2 separate regions of the Oncorhynchus mykiss genome follow, and region 1 is linked to region 2. Evidence: chromatin contacts called from public Hi-C data. All regions are on one chromosome and are shown on one strand. Each heading gives the region's core, a stretch centred on a gene start, on an enhancer-like site or on the middle of the called end of the contact. The rest is flanking DNA. Distances are from core to core; before and after follow the strand shown. Region 1 holds the start of kif1b (kinesin-like protein KIF1B). Region 2 overlaps kif1b (kinesin-like protein KIF1B).

Region 1 (6,734 bases), core at 3,897-6,396, 95 kb after region 2:
GATTCATAAAGGTCTCAGAGTAGGAATGATAATCTAGAATCAGATTTTTCCTTTTAGATAACAGTGAATGGACAGGGGTGATCGATCGGGGCACGTATTTAGTGTCTCGGTGTAGGTGTGCTGATCTAGGATCAGGTCCTCCATGTCCATGTTCTTATTCATTATGATGTAAAAGGCAAAACTGATCCTAGATCAGCACTGCCTCCTACTCTGAAACACTTTGTGAATACGGCCCAGATGTTTTCAAGTGGGACTTCTGTAAAATAACATAATTTGATGGTGCATTGCAGGAAAGAGGTTAATCTTAGCTAAACCATGTCATCCATATACACATGTTGCGGTCTTCAAAACCTGTGCTTCACGTACAACCTCGTAAACAGAAGGAAGGCTTTGTTCAATTGTTCAGTTCTATTCCTTCAGCGCCACAGAGATCATCAAAGAATGCCTTCAATTATGAGAGAAATACCTTCCCAAAACATCAAAGTGTACAGTGGTAGAACATTCCTCTGTGTAATGGCTTTCGAGATTTTTGGGAAGGGGCGCATTATATTAGGTAGTGATAGAAGCACCATTATATAGCCCCAACTCAGTGTTTCCCCTATAACAATTGTATAAATAAAATTACAGCATCTTAGGTACATCTTTGTAAGTATTAAAAGGGTTAAATCTCACAGACAGTTGATGGATAGGGCTTAAGCAGAAATGTTCAGTATATTAATGAAGACTGAAGAGAACCTATATTCAATGCTTTTTGTCAGAGCTCTTCACACAGCAAAAAAAGCAGTTCTACTAATCTAACATATGGAAATGTTTTAAGATCATCATACTAAGGATCATTTACCTATTTGATTTTGAATTTTAGGATCCCTTTAGGCATAAATATTTGATATAAAATTACATTTGGCCTTAATGCTATTAGCACAAAGAAACATATTGAATAACAGATTCATACATGGAAAAACAGTCAAAGAAATCTATCAAAAGGAAGTTTGTTCGGTGTCGGTCCTATATCTGAGAGATAAGAAAGATCAGGAAATTACATATTTTTTAATTTACCCATAATTAACCAATTTGTTTTGGCACTAAACTACTTCCACATATACTTTCCTTTTTTTTTTTCCTTTTTTTTTTTTTTTTAATTAGAGCAAAACAACCGACATATATGCATTTGTGAGAGTCTCACCTTTCCATAGAGGAGTCATATTAGTGTGTAGCCCAAACTGTTCGGACGCTACAGACGTTTGTGAGAAGAACGGTTTTCGGGATGTCTCACGGTCTGACAAGCACCGCTGTAGTTCGGCCACCTTCCACCGCAGATGTGGAAGGTTGCCATTGGCAGATTGAGACACCCCCCAAAAAAAGATCTCTCTAGCTTAAAACAGACAGATTTTGATGGGGATTTTTCCCCCAACGCTAATTAGATTTCCGTGGGGGGGCGGACATTGACTCTAGGGTGTTAACGCAATTTTTCAACTGAATCCATATCCCAATTTTTAGGCGGCGGTAGGGAGACTCACCTATACAATGTTAGGGAAACACTGAAGTGACCTGCATAAAGGGCATGTTCTCTCATTGGCTGACAGTCTGGACTATTAATGCATGCGGGCCTGCCTGCCATGGGCAAGACAGCATTCTCATTATACCATCTGCAATGGAGTACTGCTCTGCAATCTGTGCATGTGTTAGGAAGAGAAGCAAGACTGCTGCAGCCTCCCTCTCCCCCTCTGCTACTCACCCCCCACAAAAAAAACATAGCACAGCTCAACTCTGCTACACACCACAAGTCACCCAGGGCACCTCAAAGTGTCATTGGCCTAATGAAAAAACATCAGGATGTGAAGTAAAAGATTCAGGATTCTGCTAAAAGCTTTCCTTTGGATAGGTTTGGTCCTTAGGAAGTGCAGGCAAGTGTGGCATTGATGGATGCAATCAACGACCAGCTGGTGTGATTGAAACAACACAAATGACTAAAGGCGACAACTGAACTTCAAGGCAAATCAAAACCAGTTCATGGAACAGGTTGATAAAAGGGTTGTGTTACAGGCTCTGAGTACCAGGTCAATATTATAACAAGGTGTATAACTATCTGACATGAATGAGATGGTGTTTGTCTCATGAGGGTTTTAATGTGCCATTCAAAGACAGGTTTTGGAATAACTATAGTTCACTCAAAGTACATTTTAGTATTTTGTTCATTAATCCATTGTTAATACAATAACATTTTATTTTGCATTTCCAGTCAAGTTTTCAAGACCGAGCACTTTCAGTACACAGGAAAAAAATGTGGATGCGTTTGAGTGAACTATCCCTTTAAAAAAAAAAATGGTGACCCATAGTCACAAGTGGACATGGTGAATCACTGGCTAAAAACATCCAAAAGGATTTGTTACATTGGATAAATCCAAAATGACTAAATTACTAAGGAGGAAAAAACATGACAGCGACATCTCCTTTTCCAAATAGCACATCTCTATATTCAACATTATAGCGTTATCCTTATTTTCTCTGTGCTAACAGAAATGTGATATTGCTGTGCTGTCACTTGGACCTTAGCTTTGGGCAGCACATTAAATATGTCTGTACAACATCCATCTGAATCATTGATTCCCATTATATGCTATTGGATGGGGACAAATTCCATCTGCTGATACAGCAACTGAATAGCAATTAAGGCCATTTTGTTTGTTTCAACCTCAACATCTTGTAGAGAGCGCTTTTCTAAATGACAGGAATGCTTATGGTTGAGCTGGTAGCAGCACAGAGGTCCAACTACTCATTGAAAACAGTTTTGCTTTATATCATAACTGTTGGTTTTTCCATATACTGGAACATCCACTTTGATGTTTCATAGTTTGTCTGTTTTCTACATATGAACTGTCCACCTAATATTAAAGGGCATGTTCTCAAAACAGTTCTACTGTCTGCCCTCGAAGGTGCACCAAAAGGCTGCGTGGAGTAGAACTTGTGTTTTCTGGAGTATTCCACGTCAACTCGGGGATGACATAACCACACACTCCAGACCAGTGATAAGCACTGCTACCAATATCAAATAGTCCCAACTGTGGGACAATGCATTGATGAATAGAAAGGGGGAAGAAAGCCCAAAGAGCAGGCTCTGACTGCATCCCAAATGGCACTCTATTCCCTACATAGGAATCTGGTCAAAAGTAGTGCACTATGGTTCCTGGTCAAAAGTAGTGCACTATATAGGGAATAAGGTTCCATTAGGGACACAAACTGTGTCAGAATGGACCAACTCAGCATTTCTCACACAGACTCCTCAGGCATGCATCTCTTTACAAAGAGGAATTCACACAGAACAGCTTTCCTTCCCTTTTCAGGCTGTTTCTTTTCAACACTGATGCATTTACTTTGTTCATTCTACTGTTTTCAACCAAGACCCCTAAGGTACAGAGCTGGCTTGGGCATGTGGAAACCAATGTGTCATGAAGCTAGATTTGTATCTGTCAAGTGGTCCAAAATATCATGAGGATATCATATGTGTGTATGTGTTACTTACTGGTAGAATTGCCTTGCATCTGAATGATGCATTTTGACTCCTTGCTTGTCTCTCTCGAGTTAAAGGGACGAACTCGGACAGCGACTTTCACAGACGCCCCAGACATGGCAGCAGTTTAGGACTTTCACCCAGTACCCAGTAGTATGATTCCAAAAATTAATCTCCTGAAGAAAGAAAAACTATTACTTTACTTTTGAATTACATACAAATTCAATGCATGTTGTCATAAGTAATAAAGGGATGACTTGTTAGATTCGATACTAGGGGTAAAATAGGTGATAGGGCCACAATGTTGACAAGCTGTTAAATAGCATCACATTTAAATATAATACAAAGCAATTGGAGAAACGACAACAGAAGGTCTCAAGTGGATGTCAGTTATCTCAGTTTGTAGGCCAAATGCTCAGACTAGTTTAGAGGAGCCTACAATATGGCCGACTCATCGCATAGAGGCTACATTATACCGATATGCTACATAAATAAATGTCTGAATAAAAACAGTAGACTGCCTATTAGGTATAGCTATTAGTCTACATACTGACAATTTCATTAGGATTGTTAGTTTGTACAATTTCTAGAAAAGGGCCCAGCATCGACTATAAGAAATCTGATGTTTTCACCATGTCCTTGCAGTCAGCCATTTACTAGCCGAGGCATACGCCCATGCAATTCTATCTACCATATTTGGTATATGCAAACGCACAGAGACCTGGCTACACATTGAAAAATGTTTAGAAAAAATATTTTCTAAATTTGAAAAGGGCTAGTGGAAAACATTAGAAATTGTTGCAAAGCATTTGGCAACACTTACCAAATGTTTGTAAGATTAAGGGAAACAATGTAGGCCCATTACTAAAACCAGCAGATATCGTACTGACGAAATCAAACCTGGGTTTCTTCCTTAGGTTCCTGCCTTTCTAGGGAGTTTTTCCTAGCCACGGTGCTTCTACATCTGCATTGCTTTCTATTTGTGGTTTTAGGACGGGTTTCTGTAAAAGCACTGTGACATCTGCGGATATAAAAATGGCGTTATAAAGACATTTGATTTGAATGGCCTTATGTCGCCGTTCGCGATAATGACTTCACGCGCAGGATATTCGTTTTGGGATCATTTGCAACAATATCATCGTGCATAGGTAGTCTATTTGATATCAAATCAGAACAAAGTATTTTAAACGTTTGCGATCAGAATACAACAGATTACTAAATTAATCTTAAGGAAAAGCAACAACAAAAAGTCGCTCACTCTACAATAAAAACGGAATGGAATTAAACAGGTAATGTTTAGGCAACTTACTTTTGAAGATCGAAACGAAGACTAGAACACCATAGAAAAGTAGCGACAACAAATAAGCGTTACAATTAAGTATAATATTGTTCATCAGAGTATGCTCGCAAAAAAATGGTCAAGCCCACTTTTATGAAAAACACCCATTATAGCAGTGTTTAAGTCTCCACCAGACAGGCTTCCACTGCATTCGTTGCTTCCTTGATGAGGTTATTTTCCAGTTCAGATGAAAAGCGGTCGTATATCTGCACACAAGCAAAAAAAAGAACAGATAGAGTACCTTGATTTACTGAAAAGATTACGTCAACTCCCTTTCGACTAGACTGATTGTCAGTTTGATAAGCCAATGAAATCAGACTAATGCATGAGCAATGCGTTGGGGAGCCAATAGAACTCCACGAAATACGATGGGGCCGTTGCATTTGGCCGTGACGCCATACTGCAGGGTTTCTTACCGCTCCCTGTACCGCTGTCACCGCACTACGAAGGTCTAGACAGAGACCAAAGTGTATAGGCGCCCCCTAACAGGAGAAAGTGTAATTACACAGTAATTCATAGAAATCTTCCCTACAGACTTAAGCATCTCATGATTTTTCTAATGATTTCACTATAAATCAATTGCATGCGTCTTTGCCCCATCTGATTCTAACAGTCCACAGACATAGGAACTCCAACAGTGGTAATCTGCTAAATTGTAATTATTTGCCTACCTCATGCCTTTTGCACACAATGTATATACTCTTTTTTTTTTTATAAAAAAAAAAAATGTTCTGTGTTATTGACTTGTTTATTGTTTACTTCATGTGTACCTCTGTGTTGCTGTCTGTTCACACTGCTATGCTTTATCTTGGCCAGGTCGCAGTTGTAAATGAGAACTTGTTCTCAACTAGCCTACCTGGTTAAATAAAGGTGAAGTAAAATTTAAAAAAAAAAAAAAAAAACAGATATGAAGGATTATTGCCCCTGATCAAGAGTGTGATCCTTGAAAAAAATGTCAAAGGTCATGTCACTGAAACAACACTAATAGCTTCAGAAGTATAGTAGTGAGACAGGCAAACCATTTTGTTGCAGCTTTTTAGCCTGGAAAGTAAGGCTCCCCAACACCTTCAATGCCTGAACGACTGACTATTATAACTTCATTAAATAATTGTTTATTGTACAGTTGCATAGCATTTTTGTATAATTGCTGGACAACTCCTGTACCCTGTAATGCTAGTTAATTACCGGTAGTAATAATCAAGGTGTTTACATACCCTGCCTTCCTACTTATATTTGACAACCAGGCGCGTGGGAAGTGTGCGTGAACATTGTTTATAAATGGCTCGATTCCAAACTAATGGTAACTTGCATTCAAAGGAATAAAGCAGTATTTGATGATGGTGCTCAAACTTCTTTGAATGTAGAGGAAGAGTTGAATACCTTTACACCTATTTGCATTGACATGCTTATTTTTTTTTATTTGTTCCAATTGGAAAACAATTACATTACAGTTACGCATAGGAATTCAATAGATCTATATTATCCAAATGTAATATGAAGGTCCATTTCTGTAGATTAATCATTAAACCCATTTTGCTTGATATAATTAAATAACCCATCCCAGTTGAAAAAGTAATTTCAACAATAGCTGTAAACCTGTGTGCATCATCATTTATTTCAATTCAAAGTCCTGGATTCCAAAACAGGTATGTGGGTAAAATAAACAAATTCCTGTACAGTTAAAGGAAAAATCCACTCAAACTATATTGGCATTTTGTTCCATTAGTCAATTGTTGATACAGTCCCAAAATGTTTAGCATATCAGCAGTCAAGTTAAGATATTGGACTATCAAGAAGCAAAGTGTCACTTGCCACGTCATGTTGATGCATTTTGCTGAGTAGAGTTTTCCTTTAAGGGCTCAGACGCACAAATAGCATTTGCTGGCA
Region 2 (6,309 bases), core at 1,752-4,251:
TCTTCTCCACCTGGAGGGGGAAGGAAAAGGAACGAAGCGTGAGAGAGTTTGAAATTAATTTTATCCCAATTCTGCACTATACAGGGAAGAGGGCTTTGGTCAAAAGTATAATTCATGATACAGGACATAGGGCTCTAGCAAAAATAAGCCATTATATAGGGAATATGGCTCTGGTCTAAAGTAGTGCCCTACATAGGATTTTTTAGTTGTTGCCATTTCAGGCTTCCCTTTGCCCTCAACACTCTCAAAGTGCTCAGTCACCTCATGCAGCTGCTCCATTTTCTCCAGCTCCCATTGGTGCTCCAAGATGAGGCTGTCTCCTCTGGGCCTCCAGCCAGCCAGGTTCTCCTCTCCCCGGACGTAGGCCACAGAAGTGTCCAGAATCTTCCTCCTCCGCCGCTGCATACCTGAGTAGCAAACAAACACGCACTTCTCAGTATATAGTAGAAGGGGGAGAGATACAAAGAGCTAGAGAGAGAGCGAGAGCATTCAGACATGGATCCTGTCATGAATTTAAACCAGCTCTGATTAAGACATAAGAAGGTTGAAACGTCACTACCGCCGAGGGTGGCTGTTATATCAATACACAACTGTTTGTCTGGACTTATACCAAGTACACACAAGCGCTATAGAGAACAGGGGAGTGGAGAGGAGTATGTTTGGGGGTATATTTTAGCTATCCTCTGCTATTAAGTTTGGTTCATAGATAAGGCTAACGGTGCTTTTATCCCAATACCAACAGTGTTTCGAGAGAGAGATTGCACTAACCTGGGCTTCCTGTGTCAGACATCTTGCACAAGCTCAGCTCATAGATGCCAGTCACTCTGTTGCTGTAATACGGAACACAAGAGGTTATATTAGGGTGTTGTTCATCAAGGTCGTATCTTAAGGCTGAAAACAAAATGGCTGATAGCTGATTATTTGTCAACATAGATAACCGACAGCTGTGTATTAGTCATACACAGGAGGTTGGTGGCACCTTAATTGGGGAGGACAGGCTTGTGGTAATGGCTGGAGCAGAATTGTTGGAATGGTATTTGATGCCGTTCCAGCCATTATTATGAGCTGTCCTCCCCTCAGCAGCCTCTACTGGAGTCATAAAGGGTGTACACAAAATGGCTGACAGCTGCTTATTTGTCAACTTAGATATCTGACAGCTGTCTACGAGTCATATAGAAAGAAGGTGGACACAAAATGACTGTCAGATGCCTTACCAGTCAGGGGTCTTGGAGTAGCCGCTTCCAAAGAGGTTCCTCAGGGAGCGGGGAGGGGAGATCTTGGCGTCTCGGGAGTAGAAGACCATGCAGATGTCTTTGGTAATAATGGCAGGCTGAATGCAGTGGTCGAGCTGTGGAGTGGAGAAACGGTTAGCATGTTAGCGCTCAAGCTCCAGAGTGCAGAGCACTGTAAATGAGTGGATACTGTAACACTACTGTATATAGTGCTTATGGGGCTGTTATACATCATTATTCACAGTACATTCTTATTTACATGTATGCAGCCTTTTTAAGTATGGCCGAATAAGAATATCTGTATTATAGCAGTACATGTTTATAAGTTTGATTTACCTACAAGTGTCCTTGACATTTATCAATTATAGATATCATTTAACGTGTTTCATTGATGATAATTGTCATCTGCAAATAAAATCCCTAAATCCTAAGCAGTAAGCCTAGAGACGGTAGATTGTTTTATTAATACACAATACCAATTCATTATTGAGACAAGATTCCCTAGGTTGGTGGATACAGTAAAATCAAGATGGCAGACAGGGCTGACCTCCAGGTATGCAGACAGGGTCATGAAGATCTTCTCTCCGTAGGGAGTGACTCGGTTGAGCAGAAGGGAGTTGTGCAGAGAGCTGTCCCACACAGCCTCGAATCTGTAGAAGGTCCTGAGAGGAAAAGATGAGAGGTCAGTAATCTCCACGTTTACAGACTGAGGCCATGTCTGAAATGACAACCTATTTCCTGTCAAGCACACTACTTTTGTGCACTAGAAGCAGTGTATTATAGGCAATAGGGTGTCTGTGGCTCTGGCTAAAAGTAGTGCACTGTATAGCTGCCATTTTGGCCGCACCCTGGTGGATCATTTCAACTGTGTGGGACATTTCTAAAATGGCTGTTCAGTGTCACAATGAGGCTGGTTGTGGTTCCGCCAAGGTTCTCCCCTTTATATCACAATAGAGGTGTGAGAATAAGCAACCAACAGTTCATAATATAGCCTGATGTAGCAGCGTAATCTACTCACTGAAGGTTAGAGAAAAATCACTGGGGTTGGGGTCAATTTAGGTAACCATATTGCACATCTACTATTGCTATGATATTTGCTAGTAGTATTTTGAAAGACTTTGCAAATGCTACCAGAACATAATTTTGTAATAGACAAAGGTCTGTATGGCATGTGGACACAACCAGACACATATTATAGGAAGTAGCCTAGCTGTAACTAAGTTAATAAGTAGCCATGGGGAGTAACTGAAGTAAATGTCAGTGTTATCTACTGCTCTCTCTCCCCCCCAACTGTTACCAAAACATATACTAGAGTAGAAAATAGAGCCCAGAGATACGGTACAAATGTTAATATTTGTAACCTAACTTGCTTTTTCTAACTGTTTCTGAGGGGAAAATAAAGCTGTATTAAAATGGACGAATTGAAGAGGGGATAATACTGGATTCTAAGCATTATATGACACACCAATGAATCCCTGAACTATGGTTGTGGAAGGGAAAGCACTGCTACACACGCGGTCCTGGTGAGGACTAGGTGTGAGGAAACACACAGAGGTGAGACCTGAACAGCACGCACGCTTTGAGCAGGTGTCACGCTACAAAGCAAGTGTGAAAAGCTTGTCCAGAGCTTTGAGTGCTTAAGCTTTTTATAGATAAGGGCCATTTGAATTCTTATGAGGGGAAATTAAGTATGGTCAAAAGTAGTGCCCTAAACAGGGAATAGGGTGCCATTTGGGATGCATGGGTGCCATTTGGGATGCATACACCCTTGGGAGTGAGGACACCTCATATACGGAAGGGTTCATTCCATTGTGTTCTACTCTTGAATCTTCACAGTCCGATTGTGCGGTTGATAAAAAAACGAATGGCTCTGATTGCAAGACGCCCTGAATAAATAACTGATAAATGACTAAAACGTCAATGTAAATCTGTGCTGCGCCTACTCGTTTGTGACGACTGTGTTACGTTTTTTTTAACTTGTTTTCCCCCGCGGGGAAAATACATTTTGATCCATTGACTTTATTGGTGTCCGTCAATGAGCAACAGACCAATGGTTTCCAATGAAAGTAGCGGAAGGTGTATTTTTCATTACTCATGAACAAATTCTCTAACCACCAGGGGGCACTACATAACCTTTAGCTCGCCTGACCCTGCCCTCATCCCTCAAGGACTCACGATGGCTGACAGACGCTACGCAGGTGTAATAGAATAGTAGAGCATGCTACAAGGACGTTTAATAGCTAGTAGCTAAACTTGCATGTGGAGTGATTCTGAAAAGTCACCACTAAGCCATAGGATAGCATGTTTTACAGTAATTCGTCTTTAGATTCCTATTGCTTTTGTGCAAGACAAAGGGAATTAGCAGTGTGACCTTTTCCAAAGTCAGAAAAGCCTCAGTTAACAAAAGCGTGAATAATAGGCTATGATAGCTGTGATAATAGAATGAAAAAAGGATGAAACTGTCCTCCTTTCACAATGTGATGAAATGATAAATGAGCGCAATCAAAGAGCTCTAGAAAAGAACAATTCCAAGCTAATAGGTTTGTACTGGCTAGAAGGATATTAACCAATGGGAGTGGTATCAAAAGGTGTAAGACAAGAGAACACAAATTAAGAGTTATTACTACAGGCTAAGGGGCAGATCCTAACTTCCCATTGAAATCAATGCATGACTAAGTGACAATTATGATTTAATTGCAGGGTAGGATCTGCCCCAATGTCTATAAAAAGCCAAAGAGAGCCATAAAGCTTATTTCAGAGAAGACACTTTATGTTCCTTGGTTGCTGGTACCTAGCAATATCCTTATCAAGACAAAGCCTGAGCAAAATCAAGAGTCCAGCCGCAGCAGGAGAAAAGAAAACAAAAGAAGAGAGAAAGCAGAGAGTCAAGCAACACAAACAAACAATGGAGTAAATAAAAAAAAGAGAGCAAAATGTTAGCACTGGAAATGAATGTGATTGCCCACATGCAATGATGTCTGTGTACATACATCCAATGTCAGAGCTCATACACACAACACTGAAATGGGCCATTTTTGCTGTCTCTTCTAGCCAGGAAAGGCAACCTTGAAAGGCAGTGACGATTCCTTTCAATTTGGACAGAGTTATTCTGTTATGAATAACAAAACTGGTATTTTGTTTCTACTTTTCACAGACAACATGCATGCCAATTCAATATCATTACCATATTTCACTATACAGTACAACAAAGATAATTATATATCATTAGAATTCCTAGACTACTAAATAAAATACACTATAGTCCGGTTTCCCGGACACAGAGTCTAGTTTTGGATTACAAAGGCACTTTTACTTGAGAATCTCCATTGAACAATTTCTCCAAAACACAATACAGTCAGGATACTTGTCCACATGATTAAGCAAGTATTTAATATAGCAAAAATGACATTGACTCACTTTTAGACCAAATGAGCAGTTACTGCCTTTTTGCTTGGTAGGGCAGTACTGGCGTACCTGTTAGCATTGTGGGATGATTTGATATTTTTGGCCGAGATGATGTTGAGGGACAGGACGGCATCTGCTGCCGAGTCGTCCACCTCTGGCTTGTTCCTGATCCGACCTGAGGAAGCAAGCAACACAGGATGTTCTCATGATGATGAAGCCCTGTCTCTCCGGTAACGTCGCCAGACACTGGGATTCGAGTCAAATTTAATTAAAATCAGTCAGTTCATGAAGTGACAATTTAAAAAAAAAAAAAAAAAAAAAGCTTTTCTTTGTTTATTTAGACATAATTTAAAATAGTTGCCGCTTTTCAATTATCTTGTCTGGAAACAATGACCTTGGGTAGGCCAGTTGTGTATTTTTGTGCTAACAAAGCGGAGGCAAATCCATATGTATTTACATTTCTCAAATAAAATGAATGAATTCAGTTGGATTTGCCTTTATTTTGAAGCACTCACCGACAACCAGCTCACGCACGTCTTTCCAGTGGAGCTCACTGCCCTTCTCGTGGATGAGGGTGACGGTGATCCGGCGCTGAATCCCCTGCAGCACAAGCAAACAGTCAGTATCCCAGTAGCCCAGACACAATGACTGTGAACGTGTCAATATCAACAACGATACCATCATAAACAGTCAAATCATGTAATATTATGAATTATGATCAAAAAGGCTAAACTGATTCCAGATCAGCACTTCTACTCTGAGATGCTTTATGAATATGGGCCCTGAGGGGTCACTGTACTGTACCTGATGCAGTAGGTAGGTTCCATGGCAGGGCAGTCCTCCACTGTGATCCACCACAGCTGGTATGTACCTACGGAAAGAAGCCAGGGACAAACATAAGTCGAACAGCCAAACCCCTGTGTTTGTATGTGCATGCGTCCGCATGTGTGTATGCTCGTGTGCATGCGACCGTGAGTGCGCGCAGACTTGGACACTCACTCTCCGGTGGGCTCCAGCTCGCTGATCTCGAACCACACCAGCAGGTCGTACTTGCTCACACACTGGCCCAGGTTGGACTTGCTGATGGTGTTGAGCTTGGTGGCTGGTACTGGGGGGGAAACACACACAGAGACCGAGACAGCGACAGAGACAGACAGACAGAGAGCGAGTGAGACACACAAACCCATTAGACAATCTAAATAGCATGTGGTAACAGAGGTGGCTGCTGAAATAACCTCGAGAGAAACATGAATGCTGCATTTCTTGAAAAAATGAACATGAACAGGGGATGATAATCATCATGTACAGTACGTGTCCTACTATTACGCACTCAGATTTTTCTTGGAGCTGTGGCGTACGTAAACAATGGTTAAATAGATCGTGATGATGACATGCGGAAACTCCTGTAACACGCTAATGTGTTATTATAAGCCTGTAAACATTCACTAATCAATACTCCTTACTGTACTCGAAGGGCTTATTTCACAAGGTACAAAACAACTGTCCAATTCTAAATCCACTACAATTTAATTAAGCCGGGAACACTGCAATCTCCATTTAAATACTATCAAGGAGTGACAATACAACACAGCCTGTCCAAATGCAAATCACAAATACTCTCAATTCTATAGCGCTACACTAGGGGACGTGGGGAGGCTATATGACAGATTAC

What was found. Hi-C and Micro-C count contacts between places; a contact is called where the count stands out from the background.
Region 1: a contact with region 2 is called in a Hi-C map of liver, with 5 times the contacts expected there. The contact joins the promoter of kif1b here to the enhancer-like site in region 2. A contact is called at or near these places in 2 of 3 Hi-C or Micro-C datasets (blood and liver).

The regions. Positions count from the first base shown.
Region 1 is chr9:51,849,266-51,855,999 of USDA_OmykA_1.1, forward strand. kif1b (kinesin-like protein KIF1B) reads right to left here and starts at 5,147. Exons shown (of 46, transcript XM_036988277.1): 1 at 4,818-5,147; 2 at 3,521-3,684. The coding sequence starts at 3,626. It overlaps ube4b (ubiquitin conjugation factor E4 B), which reads right to left. Exons shown (of 29, transcript XM_021616116.2): 29 at 6,444-6,734.
Region 2 is chr9:51,756,795-51,763,103 of USDA_OmykA_1.1, forward strand. It overlaps kif1b (kinesin-like protein KIF1B), which reads right to left. Exons shown (of 46, transcript XM_036988277.1): 32 at 5,637-5,745; 33 at 5,442-5,508; 34 at 5,153-5,237; 35 at 4,707-4,812; 36 at 1,780-1,894; 37 at 1,215-1,348; 38 at 769-830; 39 at 262-407; 40 at 1-10. Among protein-coding and RNA genes, the nearest start is that of pgd, 20 kb to the left of the region's middle. Within about 2 kb of position 3,002, at least 2 of the 11 cell types and tissues checked have an H3K27ac peak or open chromatin away from gene starts, as enhancers often do. A contact at or near this core is called in liver, where this site is marked.